Regions from separate parts of the Mus musculus genome. Here region 1 is linked to region 2. Evidence: chromatin contacts called from public promoter capture Hi-C data. All regions are on one chromosome and are shown on one strand. Each heading gives the region's core, a stretch centred on a gene start, on an enhancer-like site or on the middle of the called end of the contact. The rest is flanking DNA. Distances are from core to core; before and after follow the strand shown. Region 1 holds the start of Pcnx (pecanex homolog). Region 2 holds the start of Susd6 (sushi domain containing 6).

Evidence for each region. Promoter capture Hi-C pulls out the DNA fragments that hold promoters and counts their contacts.
Region 1: a promoter capture Hi-C map of neutrophils shows a contact between it and region 2, with 4 times the contacts expected there. The contact joins the promoter of Pcnx here to the promoter of Susd6 in region 2. A contact is called at or near these places in 5 of 39 promoter capture datasets (embryonic stem cells, hippocampal neurons, liver and 2 more) and 1 of 484 Hi-C or Micro-C datasets (embryonic stem cells).

Annotation. Positions count from the first base shown.
Region 1 is chr12:81,854,553-81,861,804 of GRCm38.p6, forward strand. It overlaps Pcnx (pecanex homolog), which reads left to right and starts at 5,478. Exons shown (of 36, transcript NM_018814.3): 1 at 5,478-5,972. The coding sequence starts at 5,820.
Region 2 is chr12:80,784,724-80,791,816 of GRCm38.p6, forward strand. It overlaps Susd6 (sushi domain containing 6), which reads left to right and starts at 5,809. Exons shown (of 6, transcript NM_178682.4): 1 at 5,809-6,092.

The DNA of each region.
Region 1 (7,252 bases), core at 4,228-6,727, 1.1 Mb after region 2:
GCAGCTTGTAGACTACACTGTGAGAAGTACTTGTCACAGGGTTCAAACCCATAATGAGTTTTAAGGATGGAATGCAGAGAAAGGGAGAATCCAGAAGGGCAGGGCGTTTTATTTTTGTTTTGCTCTCCACTGTGATTTTGAGATTTTCCATGCATATCACTCTTCTAGAACATATATAGAGAACTGTACGCTATTGGTATACAGTTAGAAGATATTATGTATATTATCATTGGTGAAATCTCAGCAACAAACAGGGAAAATAACACCCCTAGCCAAACCTCAAAATTCAACCCAAATGAATAAACACAACTAATGAGAAGAGCATTCCCATGTACTATTAAGGTTTCCATTTAAAAGGCTGTAAAAATATCTCCATGGGCCATGCCTTTTTATCTTATCCTTAGAAATTTTCATTTTTGTTATTGGGAGGGAGCAAACAAAAATCCTGCCATCAAAACAAAACGCAATGAGTCTGCAGGACCCAATACCCCGAGTGAGACTCTTCAGCCCTGCTTGGTTTCACTCACTTGGGGCTAGGACTAATTTAGAATTCTCCAGAAGGTGGATGGAGCCCAGGTTCATCCGATTGCACACACTATGATCTTTCCACTATGAACACTATGGCCCCTCCAAGGAATGTTCCTGGCACTCCTTGACCGAGGAGCCAGATATCTGGCTTCCAAGATGACAACTCTGTTGTTTCTGCCGAGCTCCTGAACGGGGCAGGTGATTCACACAGCACCCATGGCTACTAGTAGGCGGCTGGGCTCTCTGGGGGAACATCCTTGACATCAGTTGGATTCGTAGGTCCTGCTGGAATTATGCGTGAGACACAACAGTAAACAGCTCTTTGATGTAAACTAAACTACCAGAAGAATCTTCTAAGCATGAAAAAACAAGTGCTCATATTGTTTCTAAGTTAGGAATTCTCAATATTTAGGGAGTTTCACAACAGCCTACGTACTTCCCTTTTCCTGCTCTGGAAGTATTGGATGTGAATTAAAGGAAAGTGAGATTTTCCCCCCATACACACACCACCCCCCAATAACATACTCTCAAGATGACACAAAACCATAGTGAGGATTACTGAGGTGGTTAGTCTCAAGAAACACATGCCTTTATTTTTCTTTTGACAGAGTCTCATTATATAGACCAAGCTGGCCTCAAACTTACAGAGATCCACCTACCTTTGCCTAAGTTTTGTGATTAAAGGTGTGCGCCACTGGGCCTGGCTAAAACTCACCTTATAAAGTATGTATCCCGTGGAAACAAAGCTCTAAAAAAAAAAAAAAAAACTGACTGAACTGTGATTTCCAAGAATGATCATCTTCCGGGGAGTAAGAAAACCACTTCTTTTTGTTTATCAAGCTCCATATCCAGATACTTGTGTTTCTCGTTACATTGTATAGGTTTGGGGACTCTCCTCCCCTCCCCACTTTTGACATTTATCTGCCTGTGACATAAAGTGGCACATAGAAATAGCTAAAAAGTGAACTAGGGGATAATTCTAGGGTACTTCTCTCCCTAATTCTTTTCAGTCTATTTCATAGCTTTTCCTTTTTTGAACTGATCTTCTAGAACTGCTGGAGTGTTTTTAAATATAGAAGTACCAAATATATGGTTAAAAAAATAGATCTGCATTCCTGATTGGAAAGTCCTGACCCTGTGCTTTCTGCAGCCCGTCTACACCGAGTGCATTGATCTTTAACAGCTTTTTGATGGGCACCTGGGGCACACTAAAGAGCACCCTGCCAGCTGGGGCACACTGAGGAGCACCTGGGGCACACCGAGGAGCACCCTGCCAGCTGGGGCACACTGAGGAGCACCCTGCCAGCTGGGGCACACTGAGGAGCACCCTGCCAGCTGGGGCACACTGAGGAGCACTTTGCCATTGAGCATCAAGGAATGTGGTTCACTTGGAGGCACAGAAAGTAGCAGACAATTAAGTGCTAAGTGAGTGGGGAGGGGGGAGGAAGGAGGGGGGTAAAGAGAGGGAGGGGGCAGTCTTTATGGATTTTAGAGGGCTGATAGCTCTAGTGTACATAAGAGCACATAAACAGATTGATAACTGGGTGGGCTGATAAACATACACCTTTATATGCTGATATCTACCAATAAAAAGGGTTTCCTGCTAGGAGCAGGGGCAGGTAAATGAAAGGGACTATTCAGGTTAATAGGGAGCCTTGAAGACTTGGCTAAGGTAGGTTATTGGAGGGAATTAAAAGCTTTTAAGAAGAGTAGATTAGGGAAATTAATTTGCTGGTAGAAGGTACAAAGGTTTTGAAGGGGGAGGGACTGGCGGCAACAGGCTGTTAGGTAAGAGCTGCTGACAGCATCCACCAGCAGGCTTGATTTGGCAACACAATGGGCGTGGACAGGAGAAGGAGCAGGCGTTTAGACCTTAGGAGAGGGTCCAAGTCTGAGCAAGTAAGTAAATGCTCTTTTCATTAAGAGAGAGAAGAGGATCTGGTCTCAGAAGAGACATGGATGTTTTGTTTTTTTGTTTTTTGTTTTTGGCTTTGGGTAGTTGGCACAACACGTGAGCCTTAAAGGGATTGACACCTAATAGACAGGGCTGTATCATGGATGCCTCTGTCACAGGTGGGCTTGGGTAGAGTCATTAGATGGTTTCCACTGCTCAGTTTTTCCCTTTTCAGGAAGGAGAAAGCATCTGCCGTGGGTGCTCCCAGTCCTCAAGGGGTCTGTGAGCCAGTCAGGAAACATCATTTTAATGGGATTAGCTGAAAGATGAGCCCATGTCAGGTGGTGGTTTGGCAGCGTGTCACGGCTGCTAACTCTGACATGTTAAGTATAACATTATTGATGACTTTTGGGCCTGGCTGGGAGTGTTAACATTTAGCAAATTAGATGTCTTCATTTTTTTTGTCTGGCACTCACGTTTTATGAGTATGACACAGGGTGTGACCTGGGCAAACCATTTAACCTCTCTGTGCCCCTGTGGACAGCACAGGAAGCATGTGGGAGCACCTGCAAACATTTTGAAAGCTGCGAGATGAAAAGCCTGTAAGATCTGCCCCTTCCTCCAGGGACTGAGTCAGTCATCTGGGAAGGTCAGTCTTTTCTAGGCCTTCTTTCAACTGCCAGTTAATCTGCATTCTTCTAAAAAGCTTCTACCAGTTCAGGGTGAAAGAGGCAGTTTCTATCTGCCCTCTTTTAACTTTCTGGCCCTGCTGTCCGGCTGCCCCTTTTCACGTAGAGACTATTGCTGTATAGCTCCCTTCTTTAGGTTCTGGGATTAAGCCCAGGAATGTTGGAAGGGAATTAGGGTTTTACATTAACACCCAGGGGCCTCAACATACTGTATCCACACAGTGTGAGAATTTGTCCCAGTTCTAGGCAGTAAGCTACTTTCCCTGTTAAAGTAGCCATCAAATCTGGCCTTGTTCTCTTGGGTCACCAGAATTTGCCCAGCACCTAAACTTAAGGCCATGAATTTAGACCTGGAAAACCTTAGCAGCAAGGTTGGGGCCTTGCAATAAGCAACATATTTTTCTCATTCTTGCCATAACATTTCCTTGAGCTTCCAGGCTGCCTTGCAGCTGTGTCGGCTCCTCACATGTTGGAGATCCCTGCTGCCGGCTGCCTTCCTGGCTTGCTGCGGGTTTGGTTCTATATCCACTACGTACTCTTTTCTGGTCCAGCTGGGTCTGCCTCCCACCCCACGGATGAGTCCAGTGCTAGACCCCATTTCTCCCAGTCGGCCTCGCTGTGACAGTCCATCCTTTCATATTAAACCACAGTGGATATTTGTTGGCATGGAAACTAATGTGCTATTGGAATTTTATCCTGGTTTACATCTTCCTTTGTTTTGGAAAGCTTGGGATCGCTTCCAGTTTCTCAAGAGAGCTTTCCTGTCTCCTTCAGGAGACACAAAAGAAAACTCAACCATCTTGTGCCTGTGAATCAAGCCATTAGGTCACTATTTTAATTATAATATTGTATTACTTAATCTTGATTTTGTTTTTAGTCATACATTTAAAATATATGTTGATGTGAATTTATTTACACCCTTTAAAGTGCTTTGAACTTAGATCACTTTGTGATTATACAACGGAAAGTGGTGTTCTTCCTACCTGAAAGGTTCTTACAATCTCTGGAAGGCTTCTTAAAACTTTTTGGTTTTTCCCTAGTCTCTCACCCAGTTTCCCTAGAGAGATAATGTGAGAATTTCCTTTTCTAAGTCATTCTGAGGTGATGCCCCCATCACCTTTGAGAACAGCTGACTATATCCTTAAGCCTGAAGGTCCTGCCTGAGTTCTAACTCCTACCTGAGTGGATATGAAAGGCTCAGTCCATGCTGCTAGGATGAACGCTGACTTCTGAGCACTCCACAGCTTATTACTTATGAGAACCTGGGCAATCACTCTGAGTGGCAGAGCCCTCACTGGTAAAAATAAGGATAGCCCTGGCTGTGTTAAAGGAGCGTTGTGAAGGTTAAGTGGAGCAGGTGTGAGCATAACCAGCTATACAGTGGCATGATACCCAGAGGCACTGCGATGGGTTTTAACCACTTCTTAAAATGTCACCAACTGCTCTGTCTCACTTGCTTTCCTCATTAATTATAGCAACTTTAATCTGGGAAAACAGAGTACGTTTATTGCTACAATAAACTCAACCTTCAAACCCTTAAAAAAAAAAAGCCATCCAGTGAGATCAGACATACTTCAGAAACATTAGACTGGGCCAAGAATGATTCCCAGTTTTCACAGCTATAAAAAGAGAAGTACAAGACCCCATTCAAAGTTTGGGTGGAGTCAGGAATCTTTCAACTCTGCTGAGATTGGCCCATTGATAAAAATGGTTACTAGTTGCACCACATGAAAAAGAAAAGTTGTGGTGCAAGCATAACTTGGTCATGTCATACTTTTGTATCTCTTGCAGCTTGTATTAATTTACACCTATTTGGAAGCAGTAAAGCTTCTAGTTCTTGACGTCGTCGCCCTTTTTCTCACTCAAGCTGCTTCGGGTCCAAAAAAGGGTAACACAGTTCTTTTCAACTCTGCTTTAATTCTTCCAGTCCTGCAGTGTCAAACTCAGACAGTTTACCCCCAAATGTTTTTTACTTGTTTTGTCTTGGGCAATTGCCACAAACGGCAGCCCCTGCAAGGTCTACGAATTCTGGAAGTCTGGAAGTCCGCTCGACTTTAAAGAGCTTGCAGTGGTCGGTCATGCCCGGTGCAGTGCCATCCGGGTTGCAAACTCGGACCCGACCGGATCCCACCCCACCCCACCCCACCCGACCCCACCCCACCCCACCCGACCCCACCCCCATCCCCACCCCGGCCAGATGCTGCTTCTGCAGGCTTCTCCCAACAGGAGGCGCCCGTGCGACCCAGGCGCTGCGCGTACCCGTGGGGACCGCTCCGCGGGTGGAGGGAGCAGGAGGAGGAGCCGGAGGGGGCGCGGCTTCCTCCGCGTCCTGCCGGGCGCCCGCTCGCCTGCTCCGCCGGGCCGAGGCTGGCGGCCGGCGGGGGTCGCGGCGGCGGAGGCGGCGGCGGCGGCGGCAGCGCTGGCGGACTGGGCTCGGGCTCGGAGCTCGAAGACAAGATGGCGGCGGCGCTCAGGAGCCCGGCCTCCTCCTCCTCCTCGCCGCTCTCCGCCCTGCCGCTCGCCGCCTCCTCCTCCGCCGTCTCCTCCTCCTCCTCCTCGTGCAGCAGCACCAGCGAGCGCCGCGGCGCCGGGCCGCTCTCCCGGAGCTCGGGAGGGGGCTAGACCGGTCCGCGGGCGCGCAGGCGACGAGGCCGAAGCTGGGGCCGGGGCGGGGACGGCGGCGGCGGCGGCGGCGACGCCGGGTGGGGATGGGGTCGCAGACGCTGCAGATCCTCCGGCAGGGGGTGTGGGCCGCGCTCAGCGGCGGCTGGTACTACGACCCGCACCAGGCCACCTTCGTGAACGCGCTCCACCTCTACCTGTGGCTCTTTCTGCTCGGCCTGCCCTTCACGCTTTACATGGTGAGTGGGGGCGGGGACGGGGACCCGCAGCGGACGCTCGGCTGTGATCCTCGGGGGCCCGGGGGTCGCGCCCCTGTCCTCCCCGCGTCCCGCGGTCCCGGCGGCGGGCGGACGCTCCCCTCCCCCGCTGGCTCCGCTCCGGGCCCCGGGTTTCCCGTGTTTTCAGCACCTCCCTTCCCGCCGGTCCCCGGCCGGGTCCCGCTTTCCTAGCGCCTCTCGTGCGGGTCTGCGTAACTGGCGCCCCGAGGCCTTCCATCGGGGGTCCCCGGTCGTTCCCCGGGCCTCGGACTATCTACCTCCCGCTCCCCGGGGGCATCCCCGCCCGCACCTCGGCCCCCGGCTGTGTGCGGAGCCCGGGGGAGGCCGTGCGCGCTCCGGCAGAAACGGAGTCGCAGGGTGTCCCGGCTCGTACTCGCTTCCCGTGCTGGGGGAAACCCCCAGCGGGCTCGCGCCTCCGCAAACCGCTGATCGGTTGAGTGCGGGTTCCATTCGGTTCAGCCCCGCGGCGAGGGACCGCGGTGTTGTCAGGCTAGCGCTGCCGGCAGGGAGCGGGGAGATACGAGAGCCTGGCTGGCGTTTGTTTGCGTTGGTTCAAGGCCTTTGACTGGCTGGGAAAAGGAGAGTGCCGCCGCCTGTTGCTTGGTGCTCTCGGTCCAGTTTCTCTGAAGTGTTTTTGGTGTTCCCAGACGGTTTCCTTCTATAGCCAAGGCTGGCCTGAGAGTCACTGTGCAGTCCAGGCCTCAGGAGTGTTTTTAGAGGATGTTTTCCTGAAAGATGTTTGCACATTTCTTAAAAATAAAAAATAAAATAAAAGCACAATTTTAGGTGGCACATTTGAGAAAACAAAGCTTTCAAATTTTAAAGTGATTGGAAGGAAGGATATTAACTTTTATTTTCAGGGAATTTCTGCTAACTTCATGGTTCTTCAGAGGGCTAGAACAAAGGTGCTGGGTTACTAAGTCCCCGAATGGAGAGTATGAGAAGTACCGCGAGTTAGGGCAGCCTATTTGCCTCTTTTCTCAGTATCACTAAGGCAGGAACATGCCTTGGGGGATGGCGAGTGTGTGTGTGTGTGTGTGTGTGTGTGTGCTCGCGCTAAATGTCACATTGTCAAGCAGATTCTGATTTCTAATAGGAATGTGTTCGAAGGGACTTACCCCAGCTTAAAGGAGCTGTTTATTACAGGACTTGGTCTTGTCAGATTCTGAAAATTTATCATTAAATGTTATAATTTCTGTTCATTGTGGCCGATCGGGTTCACTCTGCATCAGCATCCCTTC
Region 2 (7,093 bases), core at 4,559-7,058:
CAACACCTTTACCTAGATTACCAGATCTGTGTTGGAAATAAAAAAAAAGTGGTTACGAGTTTTAGTGCCTCAAAAAATTAGGGGTGGGCGTGGTCCACACCAAATGGCCAGGCAGACTCAGGTGCACATTTTCTCTCTTTTTAACATTTTAATGTTATTGATTGATTGAGACAGAGTTTCTCTTTGTAGTCCCATCTGTCCTGGAACTTCCTGTATAGACCAGGCTGGCTTCAAACTAAAAAAAGATCCACCTGCCTCTTCCTCCTGGGTGCTGGGATTAGAGGTATGGGCCACCATGCCCAACCAGTGCACATATTCTAAGGCTAGGGGCAGGGTAGGGATGCACAGGGCATTGCTCTAGGGTCTGTGACTTGAACCGTGAACTCTTCAAAGCCCTATCTGACTGGTGTCTGCAGAGATTCGATACCATGTCTGATTCTCACAGGTTCCCATCCAGCTTAGCACTCCCACCCCCATACCCAAAGCTTCCTCCTTTGGTTGGGATCTTGTCCTTCAGCTCAGGCTGGTGGAGCCACACGGCCCACCCATAGGCACTTCTGCTTTCTTTAGCTACTGAATACATCCGATTCCCTTGGCCTCGAGTAGGTTTCTTTTCTTGGACTGTGAAGGCTACCCTAGGCATTTTGAGATGAAACATGAAACAGAACCTAAGGCCTGTGCGAATGAAATGAGCCAGTTATCTGCCCCTTTCCTTAGCTTCCTAGGTCATGACTCTTCATTTTATGGGAATGCTGCATGGATATAGAGAGCTGCTGTGTAAAGAAGCCTTTTGAGGGAGATGAGCAGATACACAAGGACCATCCTTTGCTAGGGGTACCAGAGGCTACATGCTTTTTTTTTTTTTTTTTTTTTTTTTTAAAGAACAACCTTTGGAACAGAGAAACAAGAACAAATTCTGGTTTTGCAACATACCTACATACCTGCTACGTGGTTTTTGTTAGGTTGAAACCTCTCCGTGATGTTGATGACATTGACTTGGAAGATTGTTACCGGAATTAGAAGTCACAGGGATAAACTTCCTACCAAGTAAGTACCTGGCACATAGTAGGTGCCCTATAAATAGTGGCTATCATTACAGCTGTTAGATGTCAGAACCATAGCAACAATGATGCTACACACTTATTCTGAGCCCCACTTCCCCCTCTCCCAAAGAGCTAAGCTTCGCTGTGGCTGCCTGCAAGGTGTTAAGGCCCACACACTCATGGCTGGGTTCTCAGGAAAGAAAGAAATACCTGGCCTCTGGGCTTTTTTCTGAGGAACTGAACAATTCACCTGCTTTGCTCAAGAGTGCCCTAACTACAGGGCTGGGAGTACCACCTGACAGGAATCCCCTTCACCACTGACAACAGCAATGGTTGACTTTTCCACCTCTCTCTGGGGTTAGCCCAGCCTCTCTGGCAGAGATAATAGGTTGCCTAGATAGTGGAGGATTACAATTTGCTTTGGAGACCACGGGTGTAGCTCAGAGGTAGTCAGCATGTCTTAGCATGCTTATGAGCCCTGGCTTCCATCCTTACCGAAGTGTCTTTTGGGGGGTCCAAAAAAATGCTCTAAAATTGACTGTTGGTAGTGGTTATACTATACTGTAAATATATTTTAAGAAGATCTAATTGTATATGTTAAATGGACATTTAAGTTGTGAATGGGCTGATGAGTTGTCTAGCAAAATAAAGTTGCTACATTAAAATATATTTTAAGATTTTAAAATGGATATTTATATATCTGTTTATTTAGTGTGTGTGTGTGTGTGTGTGTGTGTGTGTGTGTATCTCTACCACCATACACAGGTGGAAGTCAGAGAAAATTTTGAGAAAGTGTTTTCTTCTTCCTCCATATGTGTCCAGAAGACCAAACTCAGGTCATCAGGCTTGATAGCCAGTACCTTTCCTGGACGATCTGTAAAACTGACAGGATAGGATAACATATTAGTCCTATCTCTCAGGAAGTAGTTGTGAAGATTTTCAGTTCAAGGCTAGCCTGGACTACATAGACTCTGCTTCAAACCAAAACCAAAACCAATGCAGGAGACCAAGGATATGGCTCAGAGGTGAATTGCTTGCCAGCATGCAGAAAGACCTGGGTTTGGAGTCAGGCAGTAGTGGAGCAGACTCTGGGGGGAGGGGTGGAGACAGACAGGTCAGACAGATATGTGTGTGTGTGTGTTCAAGGCCACCCTGGTCTACAGAGTGAGTTCCAGGACAGCCAGGCTACACAGAGAAACTCTATCTTAGGGGGAGAAAGAAAACAACAACAACAACAACCCCCCCCCCCCGAAAAGCCTAGGTTTGATTTCCTAGAGCTATAAAAAAATAAAAAGGCTCTTTTTAAAATAAATGTTTCTCATGCATTTACGACTCTTGTAAACCCAAATTATTCTTAATTATTCCTTTGCAATTATATATATATATGTATGTATATATATACATACATATATATATATATATATATATTATACTTTGATCATGTTTCCCAGCTCCATCATCCTCTTATCCCCAGCCACCAAACCCTTTCTTCTTATCATCAAGTCTCTCTCCTACTTTCATGACTATCTTGGGGGTCCTATTTCATTTAACCGGGGTTGCTTGTGTGAGCGGGTGGGGACATAAGATCATTCTTAACCTCCATCTTGGGATATCCACAAAAACCCAAACCCAAACCAAACCACAACAAGCACTTACTCTAAGCCAGGGAGAACCATCCTCATTTGGCAGGAGAGCAGAGCAAGGCAGGATATAAGATCTATAGGGAGTATTGGAAGTATGCTAGGAGGGGTAAGAGGGAAGGAAAAGGTTGGAGAGCCCGTACTGGCCAGAGAGAAGAGGGCTAGACCTGATCCCCATCCTGGCAATATAAAAGCAAAGGGAAAAAAGTGAGGACGTAAAGATAAAGCAGAGCCTTCCAGAGGGACGCGAGAGGCACAGCCAGTGAGGAAGGGTGGATGGGAAAGGACACTCCAGGTAGGGGAGCAGATGGTGAGGTCTCAGAGGTGTGGCAGGTGGTAGCTTGTTAGAGATGTGCCAGCAGGGTGGGGAGGCTTAGGTGTCGGTTTTTCAGCGGGGTGATGTGATTGGATTCCTGCCAGACTGCTGGAGAGCCCCGGACACAGTCCGGGCTGGAGGACTTTGTTCCCAGTTGCTGAACTCTGGTAGGTGGTGAGTAATGATATGGGTTGACATCGTGAGATGCGGCAAGTGTTCCATGAAGTTCCCTGTTAGTGGCCAAACTGCCACGCACGGCTGGAGACTCAGCTGTCCTTTCAGAAGACATGATCTGTCTGTATACCCACTTTCTTCCTTTGCTTTCTTTTTTTTCACCCATCCTTCTGTTTGGTGGGGCTCGGGCTCTTCTTTACCCTTTCCCTGTTTCTTTTCTCTTGTCTCTTGGGTCTTCCTGCCAGGACCACAAGTTTTAGTAAGCTATGCTACGGTCCTGCAGTATTTCTCATCTTTTCTTTTGCTGAGACAGGATCTTGCTTTGTAGCTGAAGCTAGCCTTGTATTTGGAATCCTCCTGCCTCAACCTCTTTCCCTAATGCCGGAATTACAGGCTGTCCAGATCCTGCCAGGCTGATGTTTTTCAACCCCCTTAATGGTCTGGGCAGGTGCAGCTCCCTCAGACTGGGTAAGTAGGCAGGATGCCAGGTGTCTATTTTTCAGAGGAAGAAAGGAAAAAGAAGGGAATACATCAGGGGTTTCTCCTAGGCCCACAGGGAGAGGGGGGAGCTTTCTAAAGTGGTCCTCTGCCTGTGATTTGGGACCCTGAAAGGGGTTGAACCGGACCCTTTCTTTCACAGGGGGCACCTAAGACATCAAAAAATACAGATGTTTACATTACGATTCATAATACTACCACAATTATAGTTATGAAGTAGCAACAAAAAATAGTTTTATGGTTGGGAGTTTTGTCATAACATGAGGAACTGTATTAAGGGGATCACAGCATTAAGGCTGAGAGAACCACTGCTCTAAGGGATGGGTGTGTTGTTGTGGCAGTAATTCACAGCACCTTTATTGGAAGCTTTCTAGGTGAAAGGCCCTGAGGTGTAACTTTGTTCAAAGGGTATCTGGCAGAAAAGGAAGAAGAAGAAGAAGAAGAAAAAGAAGAAGAGGAGGAGGAGGAGGAGGAGGAGGAAGAGGGGAACTGAGAAGAAGAAGAAGAAGAAGAAGAAGAAGAAGAAGAAGAAGAAGAAGAAGAAGAAGAAAGAAGAGGAGGAAGAGGAAGAAGAGGAGGAGGAGGAGGAAGAGGAGAACTGAGAAGAAGAAGAAGAAGAAGAAGAAGAAGAAGAAGAAAAAGAAGAAGAAGAAGAAAGAAGAGGAGGAAGAGGAAGAAGAAGAAGAGGAGGAGGAGGAGGAGAACTGAGAAGAAGAAGAAGAAGAAGAAGAAGAAGAAAGAAGAGGAGGAAGAGGAAGAAGAAGAAGAGGAGGAGGAGGAGGAGAACTGAGAAGAAGAAGAAGAAGAAGAAGAAGAAGAAGAAGAAAGAAGAGGAGGAAGAGGAAGAAGAAGAGGAGGAGGAGGAGAACTGAGAAGAAGAAGAAGAAAGAAGAGGAAGAGGAAGAAGAAGAAGAGGAGGAGGAGGAGAACGAAGAAGAAGAAGAAGAAGAAGAAGAAGAAGAAGAAGAAGAAGAAAAAGAAGAAGAAGAAGAAACAAAAAACTCCAGTAGATCCTAGGTAGGGCACTTGCACAGATAAAAGAAAAGGCTGGGCATGGTGGGGCACACCTTTAATCCCAGCACTTGGGAGGCAGAGGCAGTCGGATCTCTGAGTTCGAGGTCAGCCTGGTCTACAGAGTGAGTTCCAGGACAACCAAGGCTACACAGAGAAACCCTGTCTCGAAATAAATAAATAAATAAATAAATAAATAAATAAATAGAAATAAAAAGAAAGAAAGAAAAAAAAAAGAAAAGGCTAACAGGCCTTCTTAATTTATGAGTCACTGATTTTCAAGGAGTGCTTCAACATTTATTGAGCACCTCTAAGACAGGCCAAGTACCTAGTACCAAGTACCTAGGCACAAAGAGATAGTTCCTACTGTCATATGGCCACCCCTCTGTAGTGAGAGTCACTGTTAAATGGATGCAGCTGACCAGTGCTCAATTTGCTCACCTAAGACGCGCTTGAAAGCAATTCAAGGAGGCTCAGAAGCAGAGCAAAAAGCTAGGGGCCAAGCCTGCAGCTCTAGGTTCCCCAGGCCTCGCTGGAATGTCAGTTTCCTCCATTTAAGATCTGCCAGGTGTTTTTGAGTGCGCAGAAATAGCACTCAGGGACACCCATTAAAAAGATTCCTGAAGCCCACCCCAGCGTTATAGAATCAGAATGGCCTGATCTACATTTCCACCCCCACCTAACCCCCTCGGGACACTTTTGAGATAGTTAAGTTACACACCCTAACCTAGAGTACAGCTTAATAGGGAGATAATAACCTGCTTTGAAGATAGGTCAGGCAAGCGATTCAAGACCTAAATGGGCGACGTGTGTAGAAGAGGCTCTTAAACAACAGTATACTTCCTTGCAAATGACAGTAATTAAAACATCCAAATAATAACCAAACAATAACAGTAAAAGAACCGGAGGGCCCTCTAGGAAGGTGGCTTAACTAGAGTATTACAGCCAGAGCAGTTCGAGTGACTGTCTCTTTAAGGTTCCCTCCCCCCGCCGCCAGGGGCGTGTCAGACAAGGTCAGAGGCGCGTGCGCGTGACTCCTCGGGGCGGTCGCAGCGGCGCGACGCCTGCGCTTGTTGCGTGCGTGCCTGACCCCGCCCAGGCCTCGTCCCTGCCCTGCCCCCTCTGCGGGGCCTCCCCCGCCCGCGTCGTACAGCTGGGCCAGTGACGCTGGCGCAGCCGTCGCCACCGCCGCCGCGTTCCATCCTCAGGAGCCGGCCACCGCTCGCGTCCTCGTCCTCGTCCTCCTCCTTCGTCAGCGCCCGGCCGCGTGAGCCAGACCAGGGCACGCGAGGCGTCGCGGGGGACCCGACAGGGAGTGCAGGCAGGCGGGCGCGCTCAGCGGCGGAGCGGGTTCGGCGACGCGGGAGCTGCTAGCGCCCCCTTTCCCGGAGGTCTCGGCGCCGCTCCCGGGTGAGTTGTCACCGCCGCCCGGGCTGGAGGGGCCGGCTTTGTGTCAGCGGCGCGCGGGGCCGGTTGTCAGGGCACTGGCGGGCAAGCACTTCCTCAGGGACGCGGGCCTTCTGCGCGGCCGCCTGCTACCGCGCCGGCCGGTGTCAGCACTGCGAGCCGCGCGGGAGTAGCCGGGTCGGGCCGCTCCGAGGGCGGCGGCGTGGTTGTGCCGGTGCCCGAGAGCGGAGAGCAGATCGGGCTCGGTGGAGCGCGCTGCAAGGCGGAGGCCCTCCAGTCCAGCGAAGCCGCGGTTCCGCACGGCGGGACCGGCTTGGCCGAGGTGGGTTTCCTGAGGAAACCTTGCAGCCGCTCGCCTGTGCGCGGGAGCGTTCTGGAGCCCCAGCGCCTGGTCGCCTCTTCAGTCGCAAAAACTTTTCTTATTATGTGGGCTGAAACTTGCCGAACCCATTTCCTGTTTTGTTTCGGTTTTACTGTAACTACATATAGACTTTCTTACTTGTGAGACTGATGGTCCCTCCCGGGACAGCCACCATGGTGGAAAAACTTACCTGTAACGGAATTGGGAGGGCAGCAAGGCCGGGGATCCCAAAGAGGCATTAAGTTCATTGGGAACTTTACATTAGTTCAGCAGAGGCCCAATGTTGTTGCCACACACTTCTTTGGTGACAAGGTAGTGTGCTGCCCTTTGTTGCTCTTGTTGGTTGGGGTTCGAAGAGAGGTGCGGGGACATTATCCTTTTCAGTTAAGCCATGGGTATTTAGTCCTTTCTAGATCTGCAAGATCCGCAGTGACTTTCCACTTTTCACTGGTCAATCGGTTTTTGGTGTTAGAATCCCTTTGGTTAATAATAATAATAATAAAATCACACATACACACACACACACACACACACACACACACACACACACACTTTTGTGCTCTGGGAATTCTACACCCAGGCTGTCACCATCTAGTGGAGACTAGTAGAGACATGCCCTTGGCTTTGACTTCTTAGTTTTCTG